Regions from separate parts of the Sus scrofa genome. Here regions 1 and 2 are each linked to region 3. The links are chromatin contacts, called in public Hi-C and promoter capture Hi-C maps. All regions are on one chromosome and are shown on one strand. The core of a region is the stretch at or near the end of the contact, and the rest is flanking DNA. Distances in the headings are between cores, read along the strand shown.

Evidence for each region. Promoter capture Hi-C pulls out the DNA fragments that hold promoters and counts their contacts. A called contact is a pair of places that touch in the nucleus more often than the background predicts.
Region 1: a contact with region 3 is called in a promoter capture Hi-C map of liver, with 4 times the contacts expected there. The contact joins the promoter of PIR here to the enhancer-like site in region 3. A contact is called at or near these places in 1 of 5 promoter capture datasets (liver), 5 of 47 Hi-C or Micro-C datasets (brain, embryonic fibroblasts, liver and 1 more) and 2 of 2 datasets of contacts at active chromatin or transcription factors (alveolar macrophages and skeletal muscle).
Region 2: a contact with region 3 is called in a Hi-C map of liver, with 4 times the contacts expected there. The contact joins two enhancer-like sites. A contact is called at or near these places in 1 of 5 promoter capture datasets (liver) and 8 of 47 Hi-C or Micro-C datasets (embryonic fibroblasts, epiblast stem cells, heart right ventricle and 4 more).

The regions. Positions count from the first base shown.
Region 1 is chrX:12,032,960-12,035,937 of Sscrofa11.1, reverse strand. PIR (pirin) reads left to right here and starts at 1,309. Exons shown (of 10, transcript XM_005673448.3): 1 at 1,309-2,482.
Region 2 is chrX:12,188,951-12,192,039 of Sscrofa11.1, reverse strand. All of the region lies in intron 5 of TMEM27 (collectrin), which reads left to right. Among named protein-coding and RNA genes, the nearest start is that of TMEM27, 25 kb to the left of the region's middle. Within about 2 kb of position 1,584, at least 2 of the 83 cell types and tissues checked have an H3K27ac peak or open chromatin away from gene starts, as enhancers often do. A contact at or near this core is called in liver, where this site is marked.
Region 3 is chrX:12,105,129-12,107,967 of Sscrofa11.1, reverse strand. ACE2 (angiotensin I converting enzyme 2) reads left to right here. Exons shown (of 18, transcript NM_001123070.1): 15 at 658-758; 16 at 2,315-2,431. Among named protein-coding and RNA genes, the nearest start is that of CXH4orf3, 35 kb to the left of the region's middle. Within about 2 kb of position 1,522, at least 5 of the 83 cell types and tissues checked have an H3K27ac peak or open chromatin away from gene starts, as enhancers often do. A contact at or near this core is called in liver, where this site is marked.

The DNA.
Region 1 (2,978 bases), core at 60-2,559, 72 kb after region 3:
GGTCCAGAAGTTGGATGTTCGTGCCTTGTCCACATGGCGTCAGCTGGGGCACCCGTGGCAGGAGGAGCCACTTCCCAGATGACTTGTTTGTCTGTATGGCTGGCACTGCAGTGTCCTTGGCCTCTGGCCCCTTCCTCACACGGCGTTTCTTCTTCCAGGACCTTTCCACGTCGCGTGCTGCTCTCAGAGTCCTCGCTCTTCTTACATAGCAGCCGGCTTCCCAGACGCTGGAACCAGAAGCTGCCAGGCCATTTCAGAGCCACACCCAGAATTGGCACAGTGTCCCCAAGGAGGATAAACAATGACCTGTAGGTGGGATGACCGCCACATCAAACATCTCACCCAAACCTGAGGGGACAGACAGGCCAGATTTCCTAGAGGGAGTCATGTGGAGACTGAGAGCTGAAAGAGGAGTGGGGATGAGCCAGATCAAGGAGAAAGAAAGTTCTAGGCACAGCAAGCCAGTAAGAGGGTGAATGCACATTCTAGAGCTTAAAAAATTCAGCATAATGGAAAGAGGGTGTGTGTGTGTGTGTGTGTGTTTGTCCTTGAGCAAGTGTCAGCCTGCTGAGTGTGGGGCTGGGTTCAAGACATCGCAGGGCTTTGGCTTGAGGGCAATGAAGGTTTGAGGCAGCTATGCCATTTCCCTGTGTCTTGGAGAATGCTCTGCTAAGCAGAGAAGATAGATGGTGGCCATCAAAATGGGAAGCACTGGATATGTTTAAGAGATATTTAAGAGAGAAGAGGAGCGGAATCCACAGACTTTCAAGATAGAGGAGTTAACTTTTTGATAGGCGATGCAGCAGCTTTTTTTTTTTTTTTTTTTTTTTTGATTTTATGGCTGCACCTGTGGCATATGAAGTTCCCGCGCCAGGAATCAAATCCGAGCCTTTAACCCACTGCGCCAGGCCAGAGATTGAACCCGTGCCACTGTAGTTGAGTTCTTAACCCACCGTGCCACAGTGGGAACTCCAGAAGCATTTACTAAAAACCAAAACCTGTCAGACAGAGCGCCCTTGGTTCTGTTTTGTTTGGAGACAGCTGCAGAGCTAAGTATAATGATGATAAATAGCAATATTATTTCATTGCACTTTTTGTATTCATGGCAGCTTTCTTTTTTCTTTTTTTAATTCAATGAATTTTACTTATAGTTGTACAGCTATCATCACAACCTAATTTTACAACATTTCCATCCCAAACCCCTAGCCCATCCCTCCCTCCACAACCTGTCTCCTTTGGTAACCCTAAGTTTTTCAAAGCCTGGGAGTCAGTTTCTGTTCTGCAAGTGAGCGCATTGTATCCTTTCTAGATTCCACATATAGGTGATGGCATGTGACTTTGTGTCCCACTGTCTGACTGACTGCGCTTCACATGATACTTTCTAGGTCCATCCATGTTGCTGCAAATGCCATTAGTTCATTCCTTTTAATGGCTGACTAGTATTCCATTGTATATATGGACCACATCTTTTTATCCACTTCTCCGCCGATGGACATTTAGGTTGCTTCCATGTCATGGGTATTGTATATAGTGCTGCAGTGAACACACCGGTACATGTGTCTTTTCTAGGCATGGTTTGCTCTGGATAGATGCGCAGGAGTGGGATTGCTGGATCAAATGATAATTCTATTTGTAGTTTTTTGAGGATGCTCCATACTTTTCCATAGCGGTTGCACCAATTTCATGTGTGTTATCTCGTTTAGCTTTGACTCATTTAAGTAAAGCGGAAAGGGGGGATTTGAGCCCCACATAGAAGGAATGGAGTCCTTATTCCTCTACTAACTGTTCTCTCAGAGCAGGGGTTAGTCTGGCCCACTACCTAATTTGTAGTGCCTGTGAGCCAAAAATGGTTTTGAGGCTTTTAAGTGCTTGAACTTAAAAAAAAAAAAAAAATCAAAAGAAGAATAACACTTCATGACAAGCAAAAGTTACGTGAAATTCAAATTGCAGTAACCATAGTGAAAGTTGTACTGAAACAGCTGCGCCCGTTTACTTACAGGTTGCCTCTGGCTCTTTGGTTGCTGCCCAGGCCCCTGGAGCAGCCTCCACAGAGAACACCTGCAAAGCGGTGTTTACTATCTGGCCCTTTACCGACTCCTGTTTTAGAGGAGGCACTTTCGGTCCTTTTTCAAAACCAGGCAATGAGCTTTCGGGTGTTTACAGAACAGAAACCGCGCAGTGGCTTCTGCACCCCCCACGCGCCCCTGGGAAAACTCTCTAAACTCCCGCCCCTTTGTAAGGGGCCAACAGCGGGCAACTAGCCATCGTGTACCGCTCAGGACCTGCCAAGCTCATTTAATTCTCACCACAGCCCCCACCAGGTTGTATTGAATTATCATCGCCATCTCCATTTTACAGTGGAGGAACCCGGGGCCCAGAGAGGCCAAGCCACCTGCCCTAGGTCACGCAGCTGGAAGTGGTGGAGGGCGCATTGGAACCCTTGTAACCAAGCTCCGTGGGCTGCTTACCCGGCGGACTCCAGGTAAAGACACATTTCCTAGTAGGTCGAGCTGGGCCCTTGGCCCTGAACGGAACGCCTGCCCGTCCTACCCACCCCACCCGGGGCCCCCGCACGCCGCTCGCCGCGGGGGCCGGAAGGGCGCGGGGCGGCAGGGCAGCCGAGCCGGCGGGGGGCGAGGGAGCGGCGGGGGGCGGAGCGAAGGGATCGGCGCGGCGGCGGCCTGTCAATCAACGCGGGTGGCCCCTGCCCCGGGCCCCCGAGAGCCACAGGCTCTCGCCTCTCTGCGGCCGCCGGCGGCGAAGCGCTGAGTCACCGTGAGGCAGCTGCGCGGCGCCCCGCGAGCCCGCCCTCGCCGCGCCCCCGCGGCCGCCGGGACCGGAGGGAGGACCCGGGTGGCGCCCGCGGGGCCGGGCGGGCCAGGCCGGCGCAGGCGGTCCGTTGGCAGGACGCCGCCCTCCCCGCCCGCTTCGGACTCTCGGGGGAGTCTCCTAGGGAGCCGACCGGCGATGCTTAAATA
Region 2 (3,089 bases), core at 335-2,834, 84 kb before region 3:
ATATGTGTGACTGGGTCACTTTGCTGTGCAGTAGAATATTGACAGAACACTAAACCAACTATAATGGAAGAAATAAAAATCATTAAAAAACATATACATCAATAGGAATCACATATGTGTTCTTTTTGTTTTTATCTTTTTAGGGCCATACCTGTGGCATATGGAGGTTCCCGGGCTAGGGGTCCAATTGGAGCTGCAGCTCCCAGCCTATGCCACAGCCACAGCAACGGCACATCCGAGCCATGTCTGCGACCTACACCACAGCTCACGGCAATGCCGGATCCTTAACCCACTGAGCAACGCCAGGGATCGAACCCTAGTCCTCATGGCTACTAGTCAGGTTCATTAACTGCTGAGCCACGATGGGAACTCCAAATATGTGTTTTGAGCAAAGCCTGCATAGGGTTCTAGGTCCCTTCCTTTCACCAGTCTTGTCCTATTGTGGAAAACAAGTTGCTCTGCATATTTGAGTCTCAGCTTCTTCATTTGAACAACAGGGACAGTAATAAAATCTGAATAGTATTGCAATAGAATTTAGATGAGATGATAGGTACAAAGCCCTTAGTCTGGTTTCTACACTGTCATAGATACTAATTATCATTGTTTTTGCTATAACATGGCCAATAAAAACGAACCTGTCCACAGTTGCCATATGGTTAGAAAGTAGCGGTACCTGGATTTAAACCAGATGTCCTTGATGCCCGAGCCCCCCAGGCTCACTGTGCTGCAACATCCACTAAAATCCTTCTAGCATCACTGCTGTTTCTCCCTGGAATCGTCCATACTGATTATGATGACAGTTCCAATTCCCCAATAATTAATTCTCTCCCGTTTTGAAATCATATTTGTCTGTCCTTCGTTGTTTTTCTGGCTGTTTCTTGGGCCTTGGCTTTTCAGCCCTATCTTGTTTGAAGGGAGCAGAAATACTCTTTCTGCCTTTAGCTGTCACTGCTTTACCTTGAGCAAACCCTGTTCCTCAACACCCTCTAGGCGCGTGGGCTCCCTGATACAGGCAGACCTCATCTTATTGTACTTCACTTTATTGTACTTTGCAGGTAATTTTTTTTTATATATATAAATTGAAAGTTTGTGGCAACCCTGTGTCAACCAAGTCTTTTGGCAGTATTTTCCCAACATTTGCTGACTTGCTGTCTCTGTGTCACATTTTGATAATTCTTGCAATATTTCAAACTATGTCTTGCACTATTTCTCACTATTGTTATATGTATCATGATGATCTGTGATCAGTGATCTCTGATGTTACTATTGGAATTTGGCGGGGGGAGTGGGGGGACCGTGGGCTCCACAGATCGCGCCCATATAAGATGGCAGAGTTAATGATGAATATTGTGTGTTCTGACTGCTCCACCAACCTGCTATTCCCCATCTTTCTCCCTCTTCCCTGAGACACGGCAGTATTGAAATCAGGCCAATTCATAACCCTACAATGGCCTCTAAGTGTTCGGGTGAAAGGAAGAGACAGAAGTCTGTCACTTTAAATGAAAAGCTAGAAATGATTAAGCTTAGCGAGGAACGCACGTTGAAAACTGGGACAGGATGAAAGCCAGGCCTCTTGCACTGAACAGCCCACTTGTGAATGCAAGGGGAGAATTCCCAAAGGAAATAGAAAGTGCTTCTTCCCTGAACACACAAATGATAAGAAAGTGAAACAGCTTTATTGCTGATGTGGAGAAAGTTTTAGTGGTCTGGATAGAAGATTAAACCAGCTAAAGCATTCCCTTAAGCAAAGGCCTCATCCAGAGCAAGGCCGTAACTCTCTTCAATCCTTTGAAGGCTGAGAGAGGTGAGGAAGCTGCAGAAGAAAAATTTGAAACCAGCAGAGTTTTGAGGAAAGAAGCTGTGTACATGATATAAAAACGCAAGGGGAAGCAGCAGGTGCGAAGGTAGAAGCTGAAGGAAGTTACCAGAGGATAATTCATGAAGGTGGCTACACTAAATAACAGATTTTCAATGTAGACAGAACAGTCTTATATTGGAAGAAGCTACCATCTGGGACGTCCATAGCTGGAGAGAAGTCAATGCCTGGCTTCCAGTCTTCAAAGGACAGGCTGACGCTCTTGCTAGGGGTTAATGCAGTTGGTGACTTTAACTTGAAGCCAGTGCTCATTTACCATTCTGAAAATCTCAGGGCCCTTAATAATTGTGCTAAATCTACTCTGCCTGTGCTCTGCAAATGGAATACCAAAGCCTGGACGACAGCATATCTGTTTGCAACATGGATCACTGGATATTTTAAGCCCACTGTTGAGACCTCCTGTTCCAAAAAAGATTCCTTTCAAAATATTACTGCCCGGTGACCGTGCACCTGGTCACCTGAGAGCTCTGATGGAGCTATGTAACAAGACTAATGTTGCCTTCATGCCTGCTAACACAACATCCATTCTCAGCCCATGGATCAAGGAGTAATTTAGACTTTTAAGTCTTATTATTTAAGAAATACATTTCATAAGGCTATGGTGCCATAGACAGTGGTTCCTCTGATGGACCTGGGCAAAGTCTGTTGAAAACCTTCTGAAGAGGATTCACCATTCTGGATGCCATTAAGAATATTTGTGATTCACGGGTAGAGGTGCAAATATCGACATTTCACAGGCGTTTAGAAGAAGTTGGTTCCAACCCTCATGGGTGACTTGGGGTTCAAGGCTTCAGTGGATGTGATGGAAAAAGCAAGAGAACTAGAATTAGAAATCGAGCCTGAAGATGTGACTGTATTGCTGCAATCCCATGATAAAACTTAACAGATGAGAAATTGCTTTTATGGTTGAAACAAAAAAGTGGTTTCGTGAGGTGGAATCTACTCCTGGTGAAGCTGCTGTGAAGATGATTGAAATGGCAGCAAAGGATATGACTTAATCTTAGTTGATAAAGCAGCGGCAGGATTTGGGAGGATTGACTCCCAATTTTGAAAGAAGGTCTACAGTGAGTAAAATCCAAACAGCATTGCACAGTATATACAGAGAAAGGGGTCACGAAAAAAGAGTCAATCAGAGCAGAAAACTTCATTGTCTTATTTTTAGAAATTGCGACAGCTACCCCAGCCTTCGGCAGCCGCCACCCTGATTCGTCAG
Region 3 (2,839 bases), core at 273-2,772:
TCCTTGATCTCTACTTCCACCTGCTGGAGCGACTGCTCCTTTCTCTTTCAGCAACTTTTTCCTGAACCGTGCAGATACACAAGCCATTGGTTTAGTGCTGAATATCAAGAACAAGTGACCTTGCTTTTAAAAACATTATCCTTTTCCTTTGAAACTCAAATCTCTTTTACATTTATACACATCTGCAAACTTACTAAAAAAAAATAGTCAAAACTCAGCGTATATGGACATTGTAACCCAAACCAAGGGCTCACCTGACTCCCACCTATAAACCTGACTCCCACCTATAAACCTGACTCCCACCTATAAACCTGCCCTCGGGTGTTTATTTCAGCTGACATCGAACTAAACTGAAAGGGCCAGTGAAGCCAGTGGTTCTCAAAGCGAGGTTGCTGAACGAGCAGTGTTAGCACCACCTGGGAGCTTGTTAGAGCTGCAGGTCCCTGGGTCTTGTCCCTGACCTTCTGAATCAGAGACCCCGAGGCTAGGCCCCCCCGTGTGCCATGGTTGAGCAAGCCCTCCACGCGATGCTGAGGTACTAATGCAGAGTAAGAATCTTTGGAATATTAGACAATTTAAAAATAATGCGGGTGGAGTACCAGGTTGTAATGTGCCCCACAGTCTCTCCTGAGCAGTGTTTTTCTTTTGAACTTGCAGTATGAATGGAATGACAATGAAATGTATCTGTTCCGGTCATCTATTGCCTACGCCATGAGAAATTATTTTTCAAGTGCCAAAAATGAGACCATTCCATTTGGGTGAGTGGATTTGCTGTGCCCTCAAGTTACTCCAGCCAGGGAGTTCCCGTCGTGGCTCAGTGGAAACAAATCCAACTAGGAACCACGAGGATGCAGGTTCGACCCCTGGCCTCGCTCAGTGGGTTAAGGATCTGGCATTGCCGTGAGCTGTGGGGTAGGTCACAGATGCGGCTCGGATCTGGTGTTGGTGTAGGCCGGCAGCTGTAGCTCTGATTCGACACCTAGCCCGGGAATCGCCATATGCCTCGGGTGCAGCCCTAAAGAAAGAAAAGAAAAAGAAAAAAGTTACCCCAGCCAGTAACCCGTGGGTTGGAGAAAATATTATGCTTCAACTTTTCTTCAAGTGAAATTAAGAAAAACTTCCTAATAACGTTTAAACCTCTTAGCTCTCCTGGAACGTGGACCACTCTGTTTAGGGGTGATTGTGGCTTAGTTGACTTGTAGATGGCACGAGCATTGTTACTCAGTGGCCTCTCCTGGCCTCTTCTCCTCCCCTTCCCTCCTCTCTCCTCTTTTCCTCTCCCATTCTTTCCACCTCTCCTCTCATTGAGCTTATATTCTAAAGTGTGTGTTTTATGTGTGTGTGTTGTAGACAATCAACAAAACATGTAGGTGAAATATAGTAGAATTCGATGGTGACAAGGGTGAGGGAGAAAAACAACAGAAAGGGGGCTGGAGACTGCTGGTGTGTGTGTGTTGTGTGTAGAGTTCAATTTTAACTAAAATGGTCAGAGAAGGCCTGTTAATAATTGAGCAAATAGCTGAAGCAGGAGAGAGAGCCAGAGGTGCAGAAAATGAGGGCAGTGTTTCCGTTGGGAAAATAGCAGGTGGAAAGATCCCGAGGAGCAAATATCCTTGACCTGCTGGAGGAGCTGCCAGGAGGCCAGCGTGGCGGGAGCCGAGGGAGCGAATAGAAGACAGTGGGGACTGGGCCACGGGGGTGGGAAGGCGAGGAGAAGGTGCCTGTGCACCTCAAAGCCCTTCCAAGGCCATCGGCTTTGCTGCTGAGTGAGGAAGCCTCTGCGCCCCATGATCTGCCTTGGGTTTCACTGGGCTGCATCTGGTGGCGTGAGAGCGCAGTCCTGCCACATTGTACTGTGAACCCCCCGCCTCCCCCTCCGCGTGGGGGTGGCACGAGGTCTTTTGCTGGGAGGGGCAGAGCTGGAAGATGTAAACGCACCACTCCTGCCCATGGAACCGAGCCCTTGCCGCCCACCATGCTGTTGATCACAGTCCTTGGTCGCCACTGACTCCTTGCTGATGCTGCTGCGGCTTCCCGTTTGAAATATTTCTATCCTTGAATAAAAAAAACCTATGGTTCTTATGTGATGGCAGAACCAGTAGTGCCAAGACTTGCCATCTCAACCTGCATAGATGAGTTCCTGTGCTTTGGGCCGTGTTAAGGCTGAGTGGACCGGCGGGCCCTTCCATTGCCGGCCCTGCCCGTGTCCCTCTCCCTCAGCCCGGGGTCCTCCCCCACGCTGCTTTCCCCAGCAGGAGCTCTGGACAGCGTCCTCTGTGCCAGCGGGGAAGCTGTGTCCTTTGTTTCTCCACAGGGCGGAGGACGTGTGGGTGAGTGACTTGAAGCCAAGAATCTCCTTCAACTTCTTTGTCACCTCACCTGCCAACATGTCTGACATCATTCCCAGAAGTGACGTCGAAAAGGCCATCAGGTAATGACGTCCTTTCCAGGGCCAGGGGCTCAGCTGGGGGCGCAGCAGCAGGAACTACTAGTTGGCGTGTCCCCAGGCGCCCGGCAGTGTCCCGGGTCATTTACATGTTGTCCTTCATCTTAAAAACGCGGGTCTGAACTCCAGGAGGATCTCGTAGCAGGGGGGTTGTCTTAACTGAGTTTCCCCAGGTGCAGGTCCTTAGACAAGGGTTGGAGTGTTGGAAGTCTGTTTGGGAGCTGATCTCAAGAGACGCTGATGGGAGTTCCTGTCATGGCACAGTGGTTAACGAATCCGACTAGGAACCTTGGGGTTGCGGGTTTGATCCCTGGCCTTGCTCAGTGGGTTAAGGATCCGGCGTTGCTGTGGCTCTGGCATAGGCCGGTGGCTACAGCTCCGATTAGACCCCTA